2 separate regions of the Gossypium hirsutum genome follow, and region 2 is linked to region 1. Evidence: chromatin contacts called from public Hi-C data. All regions are on one chromosome and are shown on one strand. Each heading gives the region's core, a stretch centred on a gene start, on an enhancer-like site or on the middle of the called end of the contact. The rest is flanking DNA. Distances are from core to core; before and after follow the strand shown. Region 1 holds the start of LOC107920960 (glutamate decarboxylase). Region 2 holds the start of LOC107922665 (protein ACCUMULATION AND REPLICATION OF CHLOROPLASTS 3).

Region 1 (3,742 bases), core at 372-2,871:
TTGCATATTTAAATTATAAACATTTTATCTATTCCATATTGCAATAATATTTTTGAATTTTTTATAAGAGTAAACTACACAAATAATCATTTAACTATACAATTTTTTTTTATTTTAGGAGCCAAAACAAAAAGTTTGCAATTTAAGTACCTAGGTTACATAGTTCGTCATTTTGATCACTCTCATTAAAATTACAAATGATAAGCTAATGTGGTAGTTAAATTAATTGGTATTAAGACAAATTTAACTCTCAACTTTTACATATATATCAGTTTACTCATAATTTTAAAAAATTAACCCTCAAAATTTATAAATATTTCTAATTTGATCTCAATTCTAAAAAAAATTAATAAGTATATAAATATTTTTAAAAAATATATTAATAAATTTAAAAATATATAAAAATACATAAAATTTTTAAAATTTATAGTAATAAATTTAAATTTTATATTAATATTAACATTAAATAAATAAATAAAAATTCCCACCCCATCCCTCTGCCCATTCCCCACCGAACCGGGCATTGAAGGAGATGAGATTGCTCAACTTGCCAAGGAAAATATTGCTACTCCCTGAATGTGGGCGGGTTGTAATAGTTTTCTGAGTTCCGTTATAGATTTCTGCAAGCAAAATTCAAGAGCATCATCTGTTCACTGTCGACAGCCATTTGCTTCAATGGTGGGGTAGGTCCGGTGAAGGAGGGGGAGAAGGAGGGTGGGGGAGGGGAGGGGAGTTTTTTTTTTTTTTTTCTAAATATTAATATAATGATTTTTATTTAATATTAATATTAATGCACAATTTAAATTTGTTATATTTTTGAAAACATTTTATGTATTTTTATATATTTGTTTGAATTTTTTAGAATTAGTATCAAATTGAGAATATATGTAATTTTTGAGAGTTAATTTTTTAAAATTATGATTAATATATAAAATTGAGGGCTAAATTTATTATTATACCAATTTTTTTAATTGCCACATCAGTTTGTTGTTTGTGCTTTTAACGGGAGTGATCAAAATAACTGAACTATGTAATGTGGGTGTTTAAATTACAATTTTTTTTATTTTAAGTGTCTAAGATGAAATTTTTTTATAATTGAATGATTATCTATTATATTCAATTTTTTAAAAATATTTTAATATCATATATCCAAACTAATCAAACAATTGATGTTAATGTAGTTTTTTTTATTAATTTATAAAATTTAAGGAAAGGGCTTATTTTAATTAATCACACTAGATAATTATTTATTATTCCTAAAATATTGGAATAGCCACAAAGTTTGTTAGAAAAATTGATGTTAATTCTGATATTTATTTATATAAAAAAGAGAAATAATGGGTAAAATCAACTTGTTGGTTTAATATTGAGTTAGGAAGCCTAATGTTGACTTATTTTCAGATTGAGAAAAGAAATGAATGGTTATTAATAAAGTTGTAAGGTTATTGGGGAATATTCAAAGAGGCCATATTTTGACATTGACTTGCTCCTCATCCACTCATACCACATAACAACTAGGCCCTGTTTGGCATTGTCAGGTATTTTTTGATTTTGGTTAATCTTAGGCCTAACATCCAATTACTACTATATATTAATTCATCGTATTGCTGACTCAAGTCCGAATTAAGAATGATTTATTATTGTTTAAATAAAATGAAGGCTTACTAAGGCTTTATGCTTTTCTTCTAACTTTCATTCAAAGTACTCTAATTTGGAGAAACCTAAAATACCCAATTTACAAACATTGTTCTTCCGATATTAAACCATTGTTAAAAATTTTGATTACATCTTTTTACAACCAATAAAATTGTTACCCCACATTAGCATGAAATTTGATTTCAAAGGTTTTCTAGACTTGTTATGAATAAAAATACAAAAGGCTTTGAAAAGTATGTTCTTTGTCGAAGTATCTAAACTCGGTTTTTAGTATATTAACCAAACTAAGTGCTTAAAACTAAACAATTTTCATTAAGCGAAATATGGAAAGAATCAATAAATCACCCAAACGACGCTTTGAAGCGGCTTGAGGGGCGAAGGTGGTTTGCGCCATGGCACGAAAGTTGAAAATTCGTGGGAAACAAGGAAAAGGAATTATTGAAAAGAGCGGCAGGCTGGAAACCCATTTTGATGTTTCAGTGGGTGAGCTGGCTGGTTAGTGGTTAGCCAATGATCTGAATTATCAAAACCAGGGCTGCGATGGCTTTCTTTGACTATTGGCTTCCTTCTAATTATATCTTACCATGTGTGTATCTTTCTTTATTCTTCCCCAAAATTCCATTTTTTATATTTGCTCCCCTTTTTGAGTATTCATTTGCAAGGCGAACAAGGTCAAATTTGGTATTTGCGCAAGTCATTTTCTAATGGAAGTGGTCAACTTGAACAAAGTCTTCCAATCACATCCCTATAAATACCCATTTGCCTCTCAATGCTTCCTTCACCCAGCAACAGCGGTTTTTAGCTTTATACAGATCTTTCATTTCATTCAAATTTTACAGTTTTTTTCGTGTTTCTTGACACATCAACCATGGTGCTATCCAAGACAGCTTCTCAATCTGATGTCTCAGTTCACTCCACTTTTGCCTCTCGTTATGTCCGAGACCAACTTCCTAGGTAAATCTCCAGCTCCCTGGGTTCATAGCATCATTTATATGGTGAAAATAGTGGGTAATTAGAAAATTATTGCAGGTTCAGGATGCCAGAGAACTCAATACCAAAAGACGCTGCATATCAGATCATCAACGATGAACTGATGCTTGATGGGAACCCGAGGTTGAACCTTGCCTCTTTTGTCACTACCTGGATGGAGCCTGAATGTAATAAGCTTATTATGGATGCCATTAACAAGAACTATGTCGACATGGATGAGTACCCTGTCACCACCGAGCTTCAGGTTTTTATTCGTAATTCAATGAAAAAGTCAAAAGCTTCAATGGTTTTTGCCTCCTAATGGTGTCATTTTCCTATTTTTGATGCAGAATCGGTGTGTGAACATGATAGCACATTTGTTCAATGCACCACTTGGGGACTCGGAGACTGCCGTTGGAGTGGGAACCGTTGGTTCATCCGAGGCAATCATGTTGGCTGGCCTTGCCTTCAAGAGGAAGTGGCAAAACAAGCGTAAAGCTGAAGGCAAACCATATGACAAGCCCAACATCGTAACCGGAGCCAATGTTCAAGTGTGCTGGGAGAAATTCGCCAGGTACTTTGAAGTGGAGTTGAAGGAAGTGAAGCTAAGGGAAGGTTACTATGTAATGGACCCTGCCAAAGCTGTGGAAATGGTTGATGAAAACACCATCTGTGTAGCAGCCATATTGGGTTCAACCCTCAATGGTGAATTTGAAGACGTCAAGCTTTTAAACGATCTCTTGGTAGAAAAGAACAAGGAAACTGGGTACATATCAAATTTTTTTTTCAGTAACATAAATTTTATAAACTTGAAACATCTCAAGTGCTGATCTTTTAATATCTGTTATGCAGATGGGATACCCCAATTCATGTTGATGCAGCTAGTGGTGGATTCATTGCACCATTTTTGTACCCAGAGCTTGAGTGGGACTTTAGGCTTCCACTTGTGAAGAGCATCAATGTTAGTGGCCACAAATATGGTCTTGTTTATGCTGGAATTGGTTGGGTTATCTGGAGGAACAAGGAAGACTTGCCTGAAGAACTTATTTTCCACATTAACTACCTTGGAGCTGATCAACCCACTTTCACTCTCAATTTCTCCAAAGGTAACTTATTA
Region 2 (3,742 bases), core at 479-2,978, 390 kb before region 1:
AATTTCAACTAAATGGTCCCATCTTTTACCTACATAAAAAACAAAAAAATTATGTTAAAATAATAAAAATGATCAAAAACAAAATAAACTTAATTAGACTATATATTGTTATGTGCATCTAATAGTAAACCTAAAAAAATGCCAATAAAAAAATATAACAGAAACATAACATAAACTATCTCAACATAATAAATCTAATAAATGCGAATGTTGTTGTTATTATTATTATTATTGAAATAAACAGATTGGGCTTTTGCTTATCATCAATGCAAAACAAAAAACTTAAAGACAGACATAAGTCCAAAAATACCAGACAAAAACCCAAACAAATCTAAAACACACATGACAAATAAATTACATAAAAAAATAAAACATAGAGGATTTTACATAAATACGAATATTGTTATTTAAATGTAATAAAAAACATAAAAAAAACTTAAGAATGAAAATAGAAAATAGAAAATACCTTACCAAAATAAAATCTATAAATTTTTTTCCTTTTTTACCGAAATAATCCTTACAAAAATAAAAAAATTAAAATCCAAAATAAATAAAAAAACAACAAAAAAAATTAACATTTATAAAAAAAAACCCACTAAATTAAAAAATACCTTTTATGATTTTTTTAAACATTAAACCCTTATAACCCCTAAATACAACCCCTTAATTTTTTTTTCAAACTCTAAACACAACCCCAAATTCAATCCCTTTTTCCTTCTCCTTCTCCTCTCTTACCTATTCTACTTGTCTTTTTTTTTCTTTTTTCCCTTCCTTCCCTTCCCTTCCTTCCCTTCCCTTCCCGTTCTCTTCTTCTTCTTCTCTTATTCTAAACTGTTTTTTTTCTTTCAGATCAAAAAATGGGATTATGGACCATTATAATGTCCCCAAAACATAAGTCACGAGATCAGTGATGGTCCCATCCCATCGCTGCAGAAGAGACTGGTGCCGCCTGTCAGGTGGGCTTCACTAGCTTGGTGCCGCTTGTTAGGTGCCCTTCACCTTCAGTTGCCACAGGGTTGGGTTGGGTTTGGGTCGTATACGGGTCGTATTCGACCCATATTTCTTTGGTGTCGCCTATCAACAAGCCATGACCTATTAAAATATAAATTTTTTTAAATGTCTGTCAAAATTTGAGGGTGATGCCATCTATTCACCACCTTCTACCAACCAATTCATACCATTCTTGTAAATAATCCCCATCCAGCCCATTTTCGAATTTAATATAATAAAATGTAAATAAAAAAAGCCTAAATTTGGTCATTAACCTTTAAAAAAGAATCAAATCATTTTTTAATAAAAATGTTGACTAAAACATCAATTTTTTTTAATAATGTTGACATGACAACCAGCATGATGGTTCACGTGTATTTTATGTTGACATAATATTATTTGTCAAATAATAATAAAATAAAAAAATTAGAATGAAATATATGAATTATCATATTTAAAAATTTAATATTTTTATCAATATTTTCGTTAAAAAAAAATTAAACTCCTCCTGAAAAGTTGAGGGCAGTTTTTGATAAATTTAACTAAAAAATAAAAATAAAAATAAGTTGATAGGTAGATTCCGCATTATGGTGTAACAATAAAAACTTTATTTTATTTGCCTTCATAATTGGGCCTTAAATTAAGAAAAAGAAAACTAGTTGGGCTTTAATTGCATCCCTGAAAATTTTACTTGTTTTATTTTTATTTGCCATTTGCATTACATTATTATCCGGAATTCCGGATTGAAATCAGTTCGTACAAAAAAATATTTCTTTAAATCACTCTGCAGAAGCATTCCCTGCTGACAAAATTTTGCAACCAAAAGAAAAGGAAAATGCCTGCTTCTTCAATGGAGTTTCCAGTTCTCACGGGTTCTCATGTAGTTTCTCGCATTTCCTTATTGACCCGTTTCTCTTCAAAGTCTGTTTTCTTCAATTCTTTCTTTGGTCCCAAAAGTTTGTGTTGTAAAAGATTGTGTTATAACCCGACGTCTGTTGTTAAAATTTCGATGAGTATGGAGAAACAGTCTAGCTCTTTAAATGGGTACGGCCAAAACATGGAGCGGAACAGTGGGGTGCTCGAAGTGATTGCCATTGGTAGTAGGAAAGATGCTCTACTTGAATTTTGCTTGGACTCGCCTTTCCAGTCGTCTTCTTTGAGATTTTGGTAATTTCCCTTTAATTTGATTTTAATTTTTTTGTTTTGGTTTTTAAAGGTTTTAATTTGAATTAGGCATGCTTTTGGTAAATGGTTGACGGTATAATGGAAATGAAGCCAACAGGAAGTATCTTGTTGTCATGTTGATCTTGTTAAACTGCTGTTTTTCTATACATGAGCATATTATTTGCTGCCTTTGGTTAAGATTGCATATATCAACACAAATCAACTACCAGGCTGCCTTTTTCTACTGAGGTTATCATACTTTATTTGTGGCATAGGCTAGTGGAGACGATTTTCCTATGGTTGTGTCTTAACATTACTAAGAAAACCTTCAAAAATCTGGATTGCAATAATGACTCTTATCTTGGGGCAAATCTTTGGCACTGAATATTTTTTTAATTAGTGTAAGATGCCTGCATTCCTTGGAGCTCAAAGTACAACTGCTGAGAGGTTTGAGATATAAGCTCAAAACATTTTCCCGTGCTGTGAAGTGCTAAAATTGCTTCAGATTTCTCTAATCTTGTTGCTTTATAAATTCTGACAGGTTGTTGTTATGAATGGATATATTCTCTTCAAATTCACTACTTTCAAGCAATCTTGTCATAATGTTATAGCAAAAGCTTTGGTTCAAGATCTAGTATTGGTTTCTAGCTTTTGGCATCACATCTTTTTCAATGATAATATATTTGAGATTCTCTCCTGTATCTTTCTTTTTCTTTCCAGGAATGTTCTCATGAAAGACTCATCAAATGTGCAGTTACAACAAAGGTTCCTAGGAAAAGGTTTTATCCTATCTTTAACTCTTTAGTTAGTATATCATGCTACATCAACCAAATATCAAATCCAAATTTGAAATTATATCTAGACTGTAAGATTCCATCGTAGTTATTTTACCTCGAAAATCATGTCTTATGGTTGACTGTTTTTGTGAAGATTCTTGCTTTTACTTACAAATTTAATTTAAATCCTTTATGATATTTGGAATGAAGGTAATTTGTGTAACAGTGGTGAAATATTTCGGTTTGTTGCATATGAAGAATCCAAAATTTTGTTGGTTATTTATATATCTATTATTTTGTGATTGACTGAAGTTGAGTATAGCTTGATAATTTTTGTGCCTGGTTTCTTTTCCTTGTAACTGATCACTATGAATGTGAAATAGGCATGAAAGTAACAGCTGATGTGAATTATGATTAAAAAGTTTTAATAACTTTCTCAATCACTATAAGTCTGGAGAACCTAAATTCCAAACGGTAAATAAAAGCAATAATCATTATATTAGCTCACTGTTTTTTGTATGTAAAATTCATATACAATTTTTTAGCCTTTTTTTTTTTTAAATTGAAGATATTTAACCAATGGACTTTGCATAATATTTTGGCAGGTCCATTTATGAAAGCTAGGATTGATAGTATACCATAATGTTTGAAACTTATTTTGGTGTTAGCAAGTTTGCTTTTTGCTTTAAAACTTAGAAAGTTTAGGTAGAAGCTACTAGATAGTGTTTCTCATTCTTTATTTTCTTTCTATATGGATAAGAGAGAAATTGTGACTGGTTATATAAGGTGGTTGTTGACAGGTGAGGTGGATG

Evidence for each region. Hi-C and Micro-C count contacts between places; a contact is called where the count stands out from the background.
Region 2: a Hi-C map of leaf shows a contact between it and region 1, with 2.6 times the contacts expected there. The contact joins the promoter of LOC107922665 here to the promoter of LOC107920960 in region 1. A contact is called at or near these places in 6 of 34 Hi-C or Micro-C datasets (leaf, petal and seedling).

The regions. Positions count from the first base shown.
Region 1 is chrD01:42,757,092-42,760,833 of Gossypium_hirsutum_v2.1, reverse strand. It overlaps LOC107920960 (glutamate decarboxylase), which reads left to right and starts at 1,621. Exons shown (of 6, transcript XM_016850792.2): 1 at 1,621-2,610; 2 at 2,686-2,890; 3 at 2,976-3,391; 4 at 3,478-3,731. The coding sequence starts at 2,525.
Region 2 is chrD01:43,151,346-43,155,087 of Gossypium_hirsutum_v2.1, reverse strand. It overlaps LOC107922665 (protein ACCUMULATION AND REPLICATION OF CHLOROPLASTS 3), which reads left to right and starts at 1,728. Exons shown (of 16, transcript XM_041086263.1): 1 at 1,728-2,157; 2 at 2,875-2,933. The coding sequence starts at 1,826.